2 separate regions of the Danio rerio genome follow, and region 2 is linked to region 1. A link is a contact called in public Hi-C data. All regions are on one chromosome and are shown on one strand. Each heading gives the region's core, a stretch centred on a gene start, on an enhancer-like site or on the middle of the called end of the contact. The rest is flanking DNA. Distances are from core to core; before and after follow the strand shown. Region 1 overlaps sdccag8 (SHH signaling and ciliogenesis regulator sdccag8). Region 2 has its middle 34 kb from the start of zbtb18.

Region 1 (4,659 bases), core at 1,660-4,159:
GCCAGAAAAAGATTGATTTGCTTAATAAATAGTTAATTATTAGTGTCTAATGCCAGAGACTGTAGTGTACACTATAATTTATATTTTAAAGAAATTCACTTTAATGCGTGACATGACTAAAAAATCATAAAAGATTATTTTTTATTCAAATGAGCAGCCGATTGGATCCAGTAAGTCATGACTTAACAAGCGAATAGCTCTACATCACATCAAAGGCCCCGCCCAGAGACCAAATGTGTCAATAATTTGAGCACAAAAATCAGTGCTTAATTTGAGTTGGATCTTGCCAGAACCTGTTCTGGAAAATGTTAGATATTCCTGTTTTGCACTTCGATGTATTTTAATTGATCCTGCATTAACTTTTGCACGGTGAATACCTGCATGTATGTGTGTTTTTATCTGTGAGAGAGAGAGAATTTGAATGAGTCCGATTCAAAAACAGCGAGCAAAGCTGAGTGGATAGTGTGAGTGCGCACATACTTAAAGGTAGTCACTTTCGATCAATCGGCTTTCTTATGTTTACAATCACTCTCGTTGGTTGGTGATTATTGTTTCGCACACAGTGACCAGCGAAAATAAATAATGGCATAGTGGCCTATATAAATAATATTTGCCATAAATGCCAGAGGCAGTCAAGCTTTATTGTTACCCTCAAGTTAATTTGATATTAAGCCTGATCAAAAGAGATCTTGAGATAACATTGCACGAATGGATCAGGAAAGCGGGAAACAAAAGCAAAATGATCTCAAATCAGCCAGACAACATGACGGAAGAAGAAACTGTGGGCTCTTCTTGAAGATTGGACTGAGTGAGTCATATTCGCCTGGCACAGGCGAATAGTGAAGTGAACTGAATGTCAGTGGTGTTAGTTGATGTTTCATTCGATTTATGCTTGTAGCTATTGTTTGTTTTTTACCTATTGTTGACGCATAACGTTATACTGCACAAAATAGTTAAAGACCGTTCAGAAAAGAATCTCTTTTTGTGCTATCATCGTTCCATGATGTCATGTTTTGGGCAAACTGAGATTGTGTGGCGGAGGTTGTTTACGATAACCTTTATTTTCTAGTTTTGTTCCAGAAATTATTCATTTATAAATTAAGCACTAGTAAAGGTGCAACGAAATGAAAAATCTGGACTAAAAATTTAAATCTTTAACGCTTAGCATAAATAAGTACACCACTTTTGAAAATAATGAATATTTCTTAGTGAACATTTCTTAGTGAATATAACAAATAATTCAGAGTTTATGAAATACCCATTATATCTATTAAAATAAGAGTTTGGTTACCTAACATCCTTAGGAATAGAAAGATAATATATTCAAATTCAAAGAGTAATTAAAAAAATTACAAACTACAAAATTACAACCTGGGCAACGCAGTGGCGCAGTAGGTAGTGCTGCTGCCTCACAGCAAGAAGGTCGCTGGTTCGAGCCTCTGCTGGGTCAGTTGGCGTTTCTGTGTGGAGTTTGTATGTTCTCTTTGCATGTTCTACCTGTGTTCGCGTGGGTTTCCTCCGGGTGCTCGAGTTTCCCCCACAGTCCAAAGACATGTGGTACAGGTGAATTGGGTAGGCTAAAATGTCCCTAGTGTATGAGTGTGTGTGGATGTTTCCCAGAGATGGGTTGCGACTAGAAGGGCATCTGCTGCATAAATTATGCTGGATGAGTTGGTGGTTCATTACGCTGTGGCGACCCCAGATTAATAAACGAACTAAGCCGAAAAAAAAATGAATAAATGAATGAAAATTACAACCTTCTTTTTAAGTTTCTTTGGATTTTTTTGCCTTTAATAAACTTGTATTTAATATATTTCCCCAATATATTAATTTGGGTGTTCTAAGTGTTACATTACTACCAATTGTGGGTTTGGTACTGACTAATCGTAGTAATGTGTATACAGAAATATGTTATTGTAAGGCATCTTACAGAAAATATTCATTTAAAAGAGAGATCTATGAGGGGTGTACACATTTATGCTGAGCAATGCTGTTGAAATTTTTTAATCAAACTATGTAAATAATATATAGCCGTAACTGGTTTTCTCATTAATACTGAAGTTTTTCTTATACTGTTCATAAAAAATGACTATTTAAATGATTTCTGAAAGATCATGTGACACTGAAGGCTTTTTAAAAATGTAATTAAAATGACCAGTGCTCAAACTTTAGCCATCAAACTCATCATAATATCATCTGCAGCTTATGATTCTAATATTAGACTATTTTTCAAGAAGTCACCAAATAAAAGGATTACAGAAGAAATCATGGAATAATTCCTGCTCTATTCCTTCCTCTTTGTTAGTTTCAGTGGGCTAAATGAGCTTGTTCCATCCATTAGAATCAGTATCAATATAACGTCAGACATGACTGAGTGAAGCTCTTTAGGCATTGTGTAATTCAGCAGTTAATTCCTTCACCTCACACACACATGCCATCTGCAGCACCTTTGCACCTCTGGAGACAGACATGCTGCATTATTAACCTATTACACAATCACACGGCCCTTAATCAGCAAATGTCAAACGCCTCTAAATCTCCCCCTTATTTACATTCTGTACAGACACGCAGAGAAAAAGTCTCAAATCCGTCCAGTACACATGACTTGTGCCCTTGTTCTGGCCTGTGCTAGTTTGTATCTGACTCCCATAAACTGTCCCCAAGAATACAAAAAGAGAGAAAACTCCTGTAGTTATCTCTGAAGCTGGACACACAACGGGAGTCTGATTAAATTAGAAGGCCGTCCAGCAGCTAAGGCTGCAAATCCAATAACCTCCCTCCATTTACTGGCACGCAACTTAATTAGGTTTTTAATACAGCTTAGTGCATGGAGCTGGGCTGAGCTGGCCCGGCCTGGACACTGCTGCCTCTGCCCGCGACCGAGAGCTGGAGAAGAGCTTCCCCGCTGACCCTGGAGAAAGAACACCATCTGCTGGCTCTCAGGCTAACTGAAGCCAGAGCCGCACAGACACCCATAACCCCACCGCTGATGACACTTTCACACACTTTACACATCTCAAAAGCGAAGTAAGATGGAGGTCAGTTAGAGATTTTTGGATATATTGTTTTTAAGGAAATGTTTGCATGCTAATCATGAGAATACATTTAATGCAAATATTAAAAAATATATAACAATAACACCACACTGTATTACAACTTCCAGGTGTACAATAAGAAGGTGATGCGAACTATTTATTTTTTTCTAAAAATGCATTACATACTATTTAGAAAAACTTGTCAGTAAGCTGATTGATTAAACAAAATTGATTAAACCCTCCCCGCCCACCCCACATTACAAGTTTCTCTTAACTTAAGTCTGCATTCATCTAATATTGATTAGTGAAGTGTGAATCGATACTAAAATATTGATATCTCCGATGCCAGCGTTGTATGTATGTTCTAGAATCGATTATCTTATCAAAACATCAATATGTCAGTAATTTGGAGCAAATATGTTGTTTATTGGAAATAGAAATACAGTGGAAAGTAATCACAATTACCCTAGTTTCTCTGAATGATGCCAACTTAGTCGGAACTACTTGTTCTTCCACCTGCCAAGTCATGTGCGTAAAATGGCACTGTACAACTGCAGATCACGCTAGCTAGTCTACTGGTCTGGCACATGTTGTTCAGTCACGCTGTCACTAGATATGGGTGACCGCAAGCGAAGTTATGTGTGGAGCTACTTTAGCTCCATAAACTCAAATGATGCAGTTTGTGACGTGTGTAACAAAACAGTGAGGTACTGTGGTAATACCACAAACCTAATCAAACACCTACATATAGACAGAATATGACTATGCCATGACTAGGCAGTCAGAAGAGGAGGAAAGGAGAGGCACAGGTGCTGCTAGGGTGAGACAGACATCGCTTTCAGAGTCCTTAGGTGCAGCAGGTAGGCACTATCCAGGTACAGAGGGAGAAAATGACAGATGTGGCTATATTTTGGGGGCTTGGGTTTTTTGTGACAATGATAAAACAAAAAAGTTCAATATCTTCAATGGGACTATATTAACATGTCACTAAAACAAAAAGTATAAATGTTTGTTAAGATGTTCAGGCAGGCGTTTTAAGATATACATGCTCAGATGCTTTCAACAAATATGTAAGTTGGCTCTTTTTTGTATAATTCTTCATCAATAAACAAGAATAACCTGTAATATGTCTCGTATTCAGTATGAAGTGAAAGCTAAGTACTTGTTACTTTAATTTTCCAAACAGTCTTTTTTGGGCAGCATCAGCATTGGATCGGTATCGCCGATACTCACCTTCATTTTATTTGGTATCGGATTGGAAACCAGTGATATCGCACATCCCTAAAATTGATATTATATAAAGCATACAAATTGTAACTGTTTTTTTTTTTATTTGAAATATAAGCATGGATGACTTATGTATGACTATATATACACACATAATTATCAATGGTTAAAACAGTTGCATTCCATATTAAAACTAATTTTTTTTTTCCACAAATATTTGATCATTTTAAAGTTTAGATGCTTTTTCTTTTGCATAAAATTTATTTACTGTCACTAATATGCAATGCATCCTTGTTGCGTAAACACATTAATTATTTATTAATGTTGTTTGTTTTTTTTACAAAAAAAATGTGTGTTGCTAGCTAAAAGAAGGAGTGTAGATCATTGCAGTGATATA
Region 2 (4,323 bases), core at 867-3,366, 300 kb before region 1:
AGTGATTTTAATCCAAACAAATTTAACATAAAAGTGATTTAAAACAGATGGTCATTCTCCAATTGTCTCTAATTCTCCAATTGTCTGATTGTCAGACTCTAAATCAGAGTCTCCCTCAACTATCTCCTAAAGAATCCACTCTGCTTCAGTTCTTCCCTCTACAACATGCAGTCATTAAATATATTAGGATGGTCCTGGTGTCCACTATAGTGGACATTAAAAAAGGAGAATATTTTAAAACACAAACTAGTTAACAGCTTTGAAAGCTAAATGTAATGTTCCTGACACTTTAATAAACAAATATATATGTAATAATAATAGTAAAAAACATTTAAAAAGCTCAATTTTACATGCCTCTCTCCTAGCAAGAAGGGGATCCTAGCACGCCAGCCAATCAATTGACATATCACTAGACAGCCCAGGATGTCCTCGGAAAAGTACAACAGGGCTTGACAGAGTATCTCAAAACAATCAAAGAAAATTCATGAAAACACAATGTTCACTACAGAGGGCACAAGTCAGTGAGCGGGTTCCCAGGAGGATATAATGCCAACTGACCTAGTCGGGACTCGAACCAACAACCTTCTTGCTTTGAGGAGACAGGAGGAGACGATATGCTTTAATAAATTTGAACATGCATTGTTTTTCTTTTACCTCGCATATGTAGACATTGCATTTACTTGAAAGTCTTGGAAAAATCATGGAAAAGTCATGGAATTTTAGTAGTAAAAATGTGTATGAACCTTGTTTATAAAGGATTTATAAAGCAAAAATACTCTTCACTTTAAATCAGGTCACACAACTGCATGAAGTTGAGTTAATAAAGCATTTATTGACAGTAACCATTCTGAATAACATTCACATTCTGAATAATCTTAACCCCCCTCTTCCCAAACTACTCTTAAATAAAAATGGTTTGTAAATAATGTAATACTAAATTTAGTAATAAACAATTAATAAGTAATAAAGTATGAAAACACAATTATTAAACGCATTATAAATGTGCTTATAAGTCAAGGATGCAGCATTTGTAATCTGTATTTGTAAACTGCTTACTAACATCTATTAGTTAATACTTAACAAATAATGAATTAACTATGTACTAATGCCTAATAATTGATTCATAGTGTGTATTATTAAAAAGCGTTAACATAAAATTTAATATTCTTTTTTCTAATAATATTATGTTAACATTAACTACGACTAATAAGAGGTAAACAAGAATATTTAGCTGTTTGTTCTAACTACTTAATTATAATGAGCTGAATCAACACAATTATTGAACCAACGACCTTCTTGCTTTGAGGAGACAGTGCAAGCCACTGAACCGCCGCTTGTAACATACTGTGTCGTTTATTACTTTTACAAAAGTTAAAAAGACTTCTCTATAAGCTCTATATTTTTCTAATACATGGATTCGGTGCTTGGTTAGCAATTTTGAGTGAAAAAAGTTCAATAGTTTTATAATATGCTAATATCATGCCTTTTTTTATAAAAGTTGAAAGCAGTTGTGCTGCTTACAATGTTCCTAATATGTAAATTCATTGATCTTTTATCAATTTATGTTTATCAACTTTTTTAAAAAAAGTAGTGCTGCTTAATATTTTATAATATGCTGATTCATGTTGAAAACCACTGAGCCGCTCCATATTTTTGGAAATCATACATCTTAAAGAGATAGTTCACACCAAAAATATGAATTCTACCATTATTTAGTTCCATACCAGTTTGAGTTTCTTCATTCTTTTGAACACAAAAGAAAATATTTTGAAGAAAGTTGAAAACTGGTAACCATCGACTTCAATAGTAGGCAAAACAAATACTCTGGAAGTCAATGGTTACCGGTTTCCAACTTTCTTCTTTTCTTATCTTCTTTTGTGTTCAACAGAAGAAAGAGAGTCAAACCGGTTTGGAACAAGTAAAGGGTGAGTAAATGATGAGTTTTGAGTGAACTATCCCTTTAAATAGTGTGTATTGCTGAAGTGCTGGTGCTCATGCTGGAGAAGGCAGCAGTTTCAGCGGATGCTCTGCTCTCAGTGGCGTCTGTGCTGGACATTTGCTTCAGCTTGTCTCCAGAGCGGACAGGTGTTGGCGTCAGCAGCGTCCAGACTCGTTTCGGCAGCTGCTGCGCTCATCCACACACTCACGCACACACACACACTCCTCCCCCAACCGACAGATGTAGACACACCACCCAACTAGCTTTATGGAGCCAGAGCTGTTTTGACTTTAAATATTTGCCCAGGAGGGATTGCCCTGTTTGGGCAAGGCTTGTAGTGCAGTAGTAGGGCGAGAACAACACGGACTGGCCGACACAGAGAGAGAGAGAGAGAGAGAAAGAGAGAGAGAGGAAGAGAGAGAAAGAAAGAGGTATAGCCTGTACAAACACATAAACCTGCCGGATCAGCTGGAAGTCTGGACGAGTGTGAAGTCTTTAGGTGACATTCAGATGTTTGGCGATTGATATTCATTGGCCCCTGAAACTGTGTGTGTTTGGAGACACTTTTGGAATCAGGAGTGGCCCTTCAAAATGTTATTAGTCTGCAAACAAATGATAATTGAGCTTCTTTTAACCTTTACCTGCTGGTTTAATAAGGGATTTAGTGGTTGTATGAAGTCAGTTCACACAGGTGTGGGTCATCACATGTCACACGCAAAAAAAAAAAAAAGTCACTACAATGTGTAAAAGTCTTGTATTTTCTTTTTGAAAAATGTACTTATTTCCCAGTGTTGGGTTTCAGCTGGAAGGGCATACGCTGGGTAAACATATGCTGGACGAGTTGGCGGTTCATTCCGCTGTGGCGACCCCTGATTAGTAAAGGGACTAAGCTGAAAAGAAAATAATTGAATGAACAATGGATTTATCAAAATAAAGATTTTAAATTATAAATGTATTTATGTATCGTTTTTTATTAATTGAATATTTATTGTATATACTTTTATATATTTTTCAAAGAAAATTATTTGCATCTTGTTGCTTATAAAAAATTTATCAATTGATTTAGCACAAGTTTATAGTTTTATATATTGATATCTGTATATTAGGATATGTAGGATATAATTTTTTGTTTATAATACTTAATGATTTTTATAAGGAAAGTATTATTATATTACTTTGCGTTTAAGTATTATCTATTTAAAATGTTTTGCTTGTTTTTAAGAATTTGGATATTTACAACAGATATATATGTATATATATATATGGTTAAGTGCCATCTGAAATTTCAGTCGAAAATGAAAATTTTTCTCAGCCTCCTTATTTTTTGCCATAAAAGTAAAATTACTGAACCTACACATAGGAGCCTGTTAAAAATGCTCATTTTAGAAGAACATTTCAGATGGCATTTAGAGGTTTTTGCATCTGAACTCTTCATATATGTATTGCATCTTATTTTGCTTATTTTGGCTTATTTTGCGGTCTCTGTCACCATGTTGAGTATCTCTGAAATTATAAATATTTTAAATAGGCACTATCCTTATGAATAAACTGCATAGTTGCAATCTAAACAACTACATTCTCACCTAAAAAAACCCCCTCAAAAGTACATCATGTTGTCCGACAGCCACAATATGTGATCACTCTATGTGGGCAAAGTAATGCAGAAGGGTGAAGAGGCTGTACCAGTGCTGTTATTGCAGAATATCGCACTGCTATCAGCCAATCAGATTTGACAACCAGACAGAAATGTTGTATGAATCTATATGTATAGCGTATGGGTTTGGGTTTGAATTGTTTATGTGTTTGTACATTTATTTGCACTTATGAGTTTATTTATGTAAATTTATAGAACAAATTCATTCATTCATTTTCGACTTAGTCCCTTTATTAATCCGGGGTCACCACAGCGGAATGAACCACTAACTATTCCAGCAAATGTTTTACGTAGTGGATGCCCTTCCATCTGCAAGACATCACTAGGAAATATATAATAAATTATTATTTATTTATAATTATTAAAATAATTTTAGAATAGTTTTATAATCGGCTGAAACTATTCATACTGTACATATCTATTTTATTATTGTGCATTTAGAATTAATTTTAATAAGTAGTTTATGCATATCTTATATATTAATAACTTTTTACTTAATTTAAAGTATTTTTTTCTTAAATTAAATGTTTTGCTTGTTTGCTGAGTTTTGATATATTTCTGCTTGATATTTTAAAGCAAACTACTGCGATGTCAAGTGTGACTCCAAACACTTTTTGTGGCCGCTGAGTGTGTGGAGAATATAAATATGGAAAAATATATTTTTGATAGTATCTACAAATGTAAATCATTGCAAAAGAAATGCAGTCCGATTTATTTGATGTCATTTAAT

What was found. Hi-C and Micro-C count contacts between places; a contact is called where the count stands out from the background.
Region 2: a contact with region 1 is called in a Hi-C map of an unstated tissue, with 1.8 times the contacts expected there. The contact joins two enhancer-like sites. A contact is called at or near these places in 2 of 18 Hi-C or Micro-C datasets (caudal fin and an unstated tissue).

Annotation. Positions count from the first base shown.
Region 1 is chr13:11,585,966-11,590,624 of GRCz12tu, reverse strand. The region is part of intron 16 of sdccag8 (SHH signaling and ciliogenesis regulator sdccag8); the gene reads right to left. Among named protein-coding and RNA genes, the nearest start is that of sdccag8, 82 kb to the right of the region's middle. Within about 2 kb of position 2,909, at least 5 of the 62 cell types and tissues checked have an H3K27ac peak or open chromatin away from gene starts, as enhancers often do.
Region 2 is chr13:11,888,449-11,892,771 of GRCz12tu, reverse strand. No RefSeq gene overlaps it. Among named protein-coding and RNA genes, the nearest start is that of zbtb18, 34 kb to the right of the region's middle. Within about 2 kb of position 2,116, at least 22 of the 62 cell types and tissues checked have an H3K27ac peak or open chromatin away from gene starts, as enhancers often do.